Linked DNA regions of Mus musculus: region 1 is linked to region 2. Evidence: chromatin contacts called from public promoter capture Hi-C data. All regions are on one chromosome and are shown on one strand. The core of a region is the stretch at or near the end of the contact, and the rest is flanking DNA. Distances in the headings are between cores, read along the strand shown.

Region 1 (3,671 bases), core at 833-3,332, 220 kb before region 2:
CTTAACACTTAGTGTGCTTGTGTGTGTGTGTGTGTGTGTGTGTGTGTGTGTGTGTGTGTGTGTGTGTACTACATGCATGCTGGCTGCTTGGCATGGGTGCTGGGAACTTAATTTCAGTCCTCTGCAATAGCAGGATATACACTCAACCACTGAGCCACCTCTCCAGCCATAAGACTGTGTGTGTGTCCAGAAGAAAACATCAGATCGCTAGAGCTGGAGTTACAGATGGTTGTGAGCTGCCATGAGGGTGATGGGAATTGAACCTGTGTTCTCTGCAAGAGCACTTGCTCTGAACTGCTGACCCATCCATCTCTCCAGCCCCCAGTTTATGGTTCTTGAAGAAATCATGTCTTGTGGAACTGACCTTAAACTCATCCAGTCAGTCTCTGGTCTTGTTCCAGTGTACTCTTCAGTACACTTCCAGGCTGCTGCTGTATGCTGCTGGCTTCTCTGTTGAAGGAGTTATGTTCTGCTCATTGATGCTCCACTGAGGATCAAAGCAGGATTTTCCAATATTCAGCTCTTGGACCGATTGGTGCGCTCAACACAGAAGGTGCCGCTTTAAACAGTCAAACTAAAGACTGCATATGGGACCTTAGGGCAATGGAGTCTCAAACAGGTGAAATGAGGACCAAAGACTCTCAGTGACACCACTAGAAAAATCCACTCTGAGGGATTTCCCAGATTCCCTTGAGGTCACTCTGAAACTCCATCATAGTTGTCCTGGGGTAGAGATTGAGTGCCCGCTCCCCAGACACCCCCCCCCCCCAATCAAAACATCCCCGTGGAAATTCCTTAGGAATAACCAGGCTTCAGGCTTGGGTGTGGAGTGGCCTGGGAGCTGTGGGCTCTGGAGGAAGAGCACACGTGCATCTCGACCTCTCCCTTCCGCATCTGCAGCACGACCTCCTGGCCCAGGGCTGGTCTCCACAGCAACTGTATAGGCGTCTTAAAACAGGAAGCCTCGGGCGTCCAAAGGCCAGTAAGCAAGCCACTGGGTCTTGGAAGACTAGGGTTTGATATCTCTCTTTGTCCAATCTCATTGTTCAAGGTCTGCCTCAGTTTCACTGCGAAAAGCAAGAGCAGTGGAGCACGAGGCAGGATCGGGAGTTCAAGGTCATCCTCAACTACAGGGCGTTTGAGGTCACCCTGAGCTACTTGACACCTGACCTCAAGAAGAGACAGCAGGGGGAGAGATGAGAGGGGGAAGGGGAGAAACTAGCACGGGGCGGGGCCAGAGGATGGAGGAAGTGGGGGAAAGGAGTGAGAAGGAGAGGAAACCCCCCCATAAGGCGCGCTGGGGAGTGGGGGATCTCTGCTTTCTGAGAGGTGCCTCTCCTCTTCGGAGTTCTGTTTCTCATCCAGTCTAAGAAAGGGAGGTGCAGGGCTCCACGCCACAGGACCAGACATCTTCCTTCCTTTTGGGGGAGCTGTCAAGACGCCCCAGAAGTCAAAGCAGAAAAGGGGAACCGAGGCCGCGGGGGCGGGAGCAGTCGTGAGTGGGAGAAGGGAAGTGAGGACTGCCTCTCAGGCAGGACTTTCTCACAGCGGATCTGTCCGGGCCTGCTTGGATCGCTGCTTCATCTCTAGTGCCAAGTGGGTGGAGCATGGTCCTGGGGAGAGGGGCACCTCTGAATGGATGGCGTCCCCTAACGATTCCAGGGAGCCCTTATCCCCGGCAAGGGCATGTCTGGTGGGTTAAAGAGGCTTGCAGTAGTTGGGGAAATCAGGACTTGATTTCGGATCCCTGCGAAATGCCGAGCCTCAGTTTATCCCTTTGAGGGGATGGCGGTCCTGATGTCGCAGGGGACTAGGCAGTAGTCAATCAGTTAACCAGGAGGCGTGACTCCTGGAGGCCCGGGGCCTTCTCTCCGGACTCACCTGCTGGTCTCTGACACCACCTCCCCCCACATGTCATTACTTCAGTTTGGAAATTCCTAGATCGCAGGGGCCAGCGAGGCAGGACCACCCCTCTCTGCCAGGGCACAGTCTCCACCCGGAAATACCGAAGCCCTCGTTCCGGAGGGGAAGGCGCGAGGTTTCCCGGAAAGTGGCCCCGACAGCACCGCCCCTCGGCCCCCCGTGAGCCAGAGACTATAAAAGCGCCGCCCGCCTCAGTCTGCACCCAGTGCTAGTGCTGAGCTCCGCTGCTACCTGCACTTTGCCCTGGCCCTGCAATGGCTTCAACCCGTGCCAAGCCCACGCTACCTCTGCTCCTGGCCCTGGTCACCGTTGTGATCCCTGGTGAGTCCGAGGTGGGGTCGCTTTGGGGGGCAGGTCTCCAAACTCCAGGACCCAGAGCGCGGTCGAAATCCCTGCTTCCCGGCCAGCGGAACATCACATAAATTCAGCTGTTAACGGGAAGTGGGATTGGAAACCCAGGGTTGAAAACTAACAGCCCGGAGTTCGAATCCCACGTAGCATCACTCCATGGGTGGGTTACAGAACCCAAAATCTCGGTCTCTCTCTCTCTCTCTCTCTCTCTCTCTCTCTCCCTCCCAGTCCCTCCCTCCCTCCCCCTCTCTCTGTCCTCTCTCTCTCCCCCTGTCCCCCTCTTCCCCTCCCTTCCTTTCTTTCCTGTTTTGAGAATGATGCCTTGACACGTTAGCCTAGGCTGGCCTTGAACTCAGTCCTCAAGGCCTCGCGGCTCTTCGGGTTACAGGCTCAAAACACACTACTCTCCTAAAACATGCACGTTTAGAACCTGGGCTCATGGTCTGTGCAATGGGAACTGTGGTCACAGTCCTTGTCATGGGGCAGTCAGAATATGGCTGAGGTGGGGAACAGATGGTCTGAGGGGCTGGCCCGTCCTAAAGTGAATCTTGAGGTCCGGTTCCCTCCCCCACAGACACCCGTTCCTCATCCTCACCCCTGGGGAAGTCCAGGCTGCTTCTGCGCTGGGGAATTCCAGGGTTGGTGTACCCTGGAGCCAGAGTGAGCCGGCTCAGGACTCCCCACCTTGCTGCTGCCTGGGGGCGGCGCCTGCCGTCCTCCCAAGAGAGGAAGATTCAGAACTTGTTCAGCAGCTATCAGGAGGCTCCCGACTTGGATTCCCGCAATCCATAACTCCTAGCTGGATGACTTCTTCTTGCCTCAGGGTTCTCCAAGGAGCCCGAATAATTCCAGAAGTATTGAGGAGAGTTGCTAGCTGTTATAGCTGTTATTACCTCCACCAGACCACCAATCATAGCACTGGGATCTTTGCGTGTGTGGGGGGGTGAGGGTGGAGAGATGGGGGAGGGGAAAGCTGAGTTCAGTTTTTTGTTGTTGTTGTTATTGGTTTTTCTTGTTTTTTTGTTTTTTTTGGTTGGTCTTGTTTTTTTGAGACAGGATTTCTCTGTGTAGCCCTGGCTGTCCTACAACTTGCTCTGTAGACCAGGTTGGCCTGGGACTGAGACCTGTCTGCCTCTGCCGCCCCAATGGTTCCATCCCCCACCCCCATTCGTTGTTTACTTTAGTTAAGTGGTTACACTTTATTTACTTATTGTACAGGCATGTGCTAGTGCCACAGCAGAATTGTGGCGCTCAGAAGGCAGCTTGCAGGACCACTTCCTTCCTCCTCCCTCTGCAGGGGCTCCGGGGGCTGAGGGCAGGTGGTCAGGCTTGCTGGCAAGCCCTTTACTGGCTCAGCCTCTTGTTGGCTCCTTTTTTGATGTTTTCACATAGAAACC
Region 2 (3,856 bases), core at 451-2,950:
CCCCTCGGGGCACTTTGACCACAGGGGCAGGAACTGGCTGCTGCGGGGAGCCCCGCTAAGCTTGGGTTCGGGCTGCATGGGGTTCCTGATGACAAGACACAGTTCCTCTGCTAGCCGTTAGGGGCCTGGAGGGAGGGAAGAGCACAGCGCTGGGAACAGAGGCTGGGTTAGACCAGACCCTGCCACTTTATTTTATTTTATTTGAGACAGGGTCTTACATAGCCTAGGCTGGCTTCCAACTCACTATGCAACCAAAGCTGGCTCCTCCCGAGTGCTGGGATTACAGTATGTGCCACCATGTCCAGCCAGGCTTCTTTTTTTGCAAGACTAAGCAATGATATCTAAGTGCAGATTTTGCCAAGCCAAGTAAACTGGACACAGCCGGCTCCATTCAAACTAACTTCTCAACTCGCGGGCCTTCAGGGCATATCATGTTCCTTTTCCTGCTCAGAATCACCCAACACCTTTCACCGAGCCCAAGAATGGAAACCCCAAATCGTCAATGGCCTGTAAAACTCCACACCCGCTTTCCAACCTCTTCACTGTTCCAGCCATCCTTCCCTCCCCTTGCCTTCGTCCAACATGTCAGATTCCTTTCAACACCACACCAACATTTACAGAGCCTGCCATTTATGTATTTGGGACTGCTCTGAGCTCCAGAGACACAGCGAGAAGACAGAAAAGGCCTAAAAATAAAGCAAGGTCTGTATAGGAAACACTAAGCGAACACCAAGCTCCTGGGGCAAGAGAGTGTGCAGCATCTGGAACACCCACGGGGAGGGATTCAGGAGACCCTTGGAGACCTGGGGCCAGGGGAGGAATTATGCTTTCAAAGAAGATGTGGGGAGACAAGAGAGGGTCTGCGTCTGGCTCCCCAGGTTCTGGGCTCAGCCTGGAGTCGCGACTCCGCGTGTTTTGTCTATTAGATCACCGTGGGGAGGGGGGGGATGAAATGCTCCAGGGGCCCCAGCTAGTGAGCGACTGTCACGCGTGACCACACTGCCGGAGCTCGGGCCTGGCATTGCGCAGGGGGCTGTGCAGCGGCCGCCCGGTACCCGGCGCCTGCTCCAGCGGCCTCCCCACCGCTCGGAGGCGCAGCCCTGACGCCGGGAGAGCCCGCAGGGCCTGGTCCCGGGCCGCGGCCTGGAGCGGCTCACTCACCCCGCCATGGCCGCGCTCTGCCTCCGCCTCCGCCGCGCGGGTCACGGTGACTAAGCACAGCGCGCCACCCTGTCACAATAAGAGTCCCGGGGCGCCGGCCGCGGGCGACCCCTACCTCTACTCGCCGCGGCCACCACCCTACGAGGGCTCACGGGCTCGGCGGCGGGGTGCGCGCTTGGAGAAGGGCACGCGCTTCCCCCCACCGCGTGCACGGCCCCACGCGCGACCGCGGGCAGCTCCCGGAGCTGGCTCCCCACCGCATCCTCCGCGGGCGCTCGCTCACCTCCGTCCCACCCCCCCGGGTGTCTCTGTAGGTGCCACGCGTCCAATCCGCGCCGCCGGGCCGCCACGCGCCGCGCTTCCGGGAAGAGAGGAGGGGGACCGGAGTGGGGGTGGAGGGCTCGGATCGGGGCAGCGGTGCTGCGGGGTCCCGGGCGGCACGCGTGGGAGGAGCGGGAGGGCGGAAACGGGCGGCGGGTACGCAGAGGCAGTTCCAGCCCTTCCTGCAGGTGCCGGGCGGAGGGAGCAGGGCGTGGGTCTGGGCGGCCCTAGGAGGCTGCCTCCGGGTTAGGCTGTCCGGTACGCCTCCAGCTGAACCTGCACCGGCGGACCCTCCCACAGCCTGCACGGTCCAACTAGACCCATCTACCTGGTTGCGATATTTATCTTCTTGTAAAATAACTTTTTAATGTTTTTATTTCAATTTGTATTTTACTTTGTGCGTGTGGGTGTTTTGCCTGTATATGTATGTCTGTGCAACGTGGGCTGTGCAGTGTCCCCTAAAGTTACAGGTGGTTGTTAGCTACCATGCAAATGGGGGAATTGAACCCTGGACCACTGCAGGAGCAGCAAGTACTCTTAACTGCTGAGCCATCACTCCAGCCTTATAACTTCTTTTTGAGACAGGCCTCATTACATAGCCCTGGCTGGCCTTGAACACACAGAAACCTTCCTGCCTCTGCCTCTGCCTCCTTCGTGTGCTGTGGTTAAAGGCTGGGATATCACTCTGGGCTTTGTGTACATTAATTTGTGTGTGTGCTTGTGTTGAGGTCGGGGACGGCTGGCAGAAACTGATTCTCTTCCCCTATGTGGAGCCTGCAAAGTGCAGCTCGAGTGCTCCAGAGACACACTCTCCTCTCTGTGTGTTCATGTTTTCATGAGGAGAGGTATGGCATTCATCTGAGGGTGTTGGAGTGTTGGAATGCCCAGAGCTGCCTCTTTGTATTTCTCGTAACATCTTTATATATTTTTAATGGTAAGAGATACTTATTTGCTGCATATGGCATTTATGAGAGAAAGTTATTTTCTTGAACTATCAAGATGGCTCAGTGGGTAAAGGAGCGTCTGGCCAATTCTGGCCACCTAAGTTCCACCTCTGGTACTCACATAGTAGTAGAAAGCTTCCTCCTTCAGGTTGTTGTCCGATAACCTCCACATACACACATAAATTAACTTTGAAACATAAAGTTAAGCCAGGCGTGGTGGCGCACGCCTTTAATCCCAGCACTTGGGAGGCAGAGGCCAGCCTGGTCTACCCAGTGAGTTCCAGGACAGCCAGGCTACACAGAGAAACCCTGTCTCGGAAAACCAGGAAAGGTGGTTTAGAACACGTGTTGCTTTTGCAGAGGACCTGGAGTCCACTGCCACGATGCCTCACAGCCATCCATAGCTCCAGTTCAAGGGGACCCCATGCTGTCTTCTGACCTCTGTGGGCACCATGCAGGTAGGTGGTGCGCAGACATACAGGCAAGCAAAGTACTCGTGTACATAAAAGGAAATAAATCTAAAAATAAGAATATTGAGGGGACACATCTGTAATCCCAGCCACCAGGGCACTGAAGCAGGAGGATTACCTCCAGTTCACAGTAAGCCTGCTCGACCTAGCAAGACCTTATATCAGAAAACAAATGAATAAATATCAAAGAAAAGGATAGTTTCAAAAGAAATTTACCACGGGAGTCTGAAGCAGAGGGTTGAATGTTTGAGAACAGCCCAGACTACACAGTGAGACTCTGTCTGGGGTCAGGGAGGCAAGGAAAGCCAGGCATGGTGTCGTATACCCTTAATTTTAGAAGAAGCAGAGACAGGTGGATCTCTGTGAATTTGAGACAAGCCAGGGCTCATAGCAAGTTCCAGGCCAGCCTGGACTGCATGGTAAAACCTTACTTTGTTCTATTAACTTAATAATTTAAACAAAACAACAACAAAAATGCAGGACAGCTGAAATTGGGACACACTTGTAATGCCAGCACCCAGGAAGCTGGAGGAGAAGGATCAGAAAAGTGAAGGACGTCCTTGGCTACAAAGTGGTACAGCCTGCCTTACATAGTGAGACCCTCTTCCAAAATCAAAATGGCAAAAAACAACAACCAAAAAACCCATCTCAGGTCATTTTCCCACAGAATATGTCTGGAAGGTCTCTACAAATCCCAACAGTGCTTTTTAAATTTGGTATTTAAATAGGGAACTGAGTACTTTTTAAATTTAATATCAGAATCTCTAAGTTCCCTACTGTTAAACCACCAAGCCAACACACCAGGAAAGATATGAGATCTGAGGGAGGGTCTCTGGGAGCCAGCCGGACTGTATCCCCACCCCTCACCCCTGCTAGCTTTTCGCGAACTTCTGGGGAAAAAATTCATTTTATGCAAGTTGGCCCGCAATCCCAACCTGAGCGCATCCCCTTCACCACCTG

The links. Capture Hi-C pulls out chosen DNA fragments and counts their contacts.
Region 1: a contact with region 2 is called in a promoter capture Hi-C map of liver. The contact joins the promoter of Icam1 here to the promoter of Keap1 in region 2. A contact is called at or near these places in 3 of 39 promoter capture datasets (the C10 cell line, hippocampal neurons and liver), 1 of 15 datasets of contacts at CTCF or cohesin (large pre-B cells), 8 of 484 Hi-C or Micro-C datasets (CD4 T cells, CD8 T cells, the HL-1 cell line and 3 more), 8 of 115 datasets of contacts at active chromatin or transcription factors (bone marrow-derived dendritic cells, embryonic stem cells, large pre-B cells and 1 more) and 3 of 9 other capture datasets (adipose tissue, liver and pancreatic islet).

The regions. Positions count from the first base shown.
Region 1 is chr9:21,013,858-21,017,528 of GRCm38.p6, forward strand. It overlaps Icam1 (intercellular adhesion molecule 1), which reads left to right and starts at 2,083. Exons shown (of 7, transcript NM_010493.3): 1 at 2,083-2,244. The coding sequence starts at 2,178.
Region 2 is chr9:21,237,632-21,241,487 of GRCm38.p6, forward strand. It overlaps Keap1 (kelch-like ECH-associated protein 1), which reads right to left and starts at 1,701. Exons shown (of 5, transcript NM_016679.4): 1 at 1-1,701. The coding sequence starts at 78.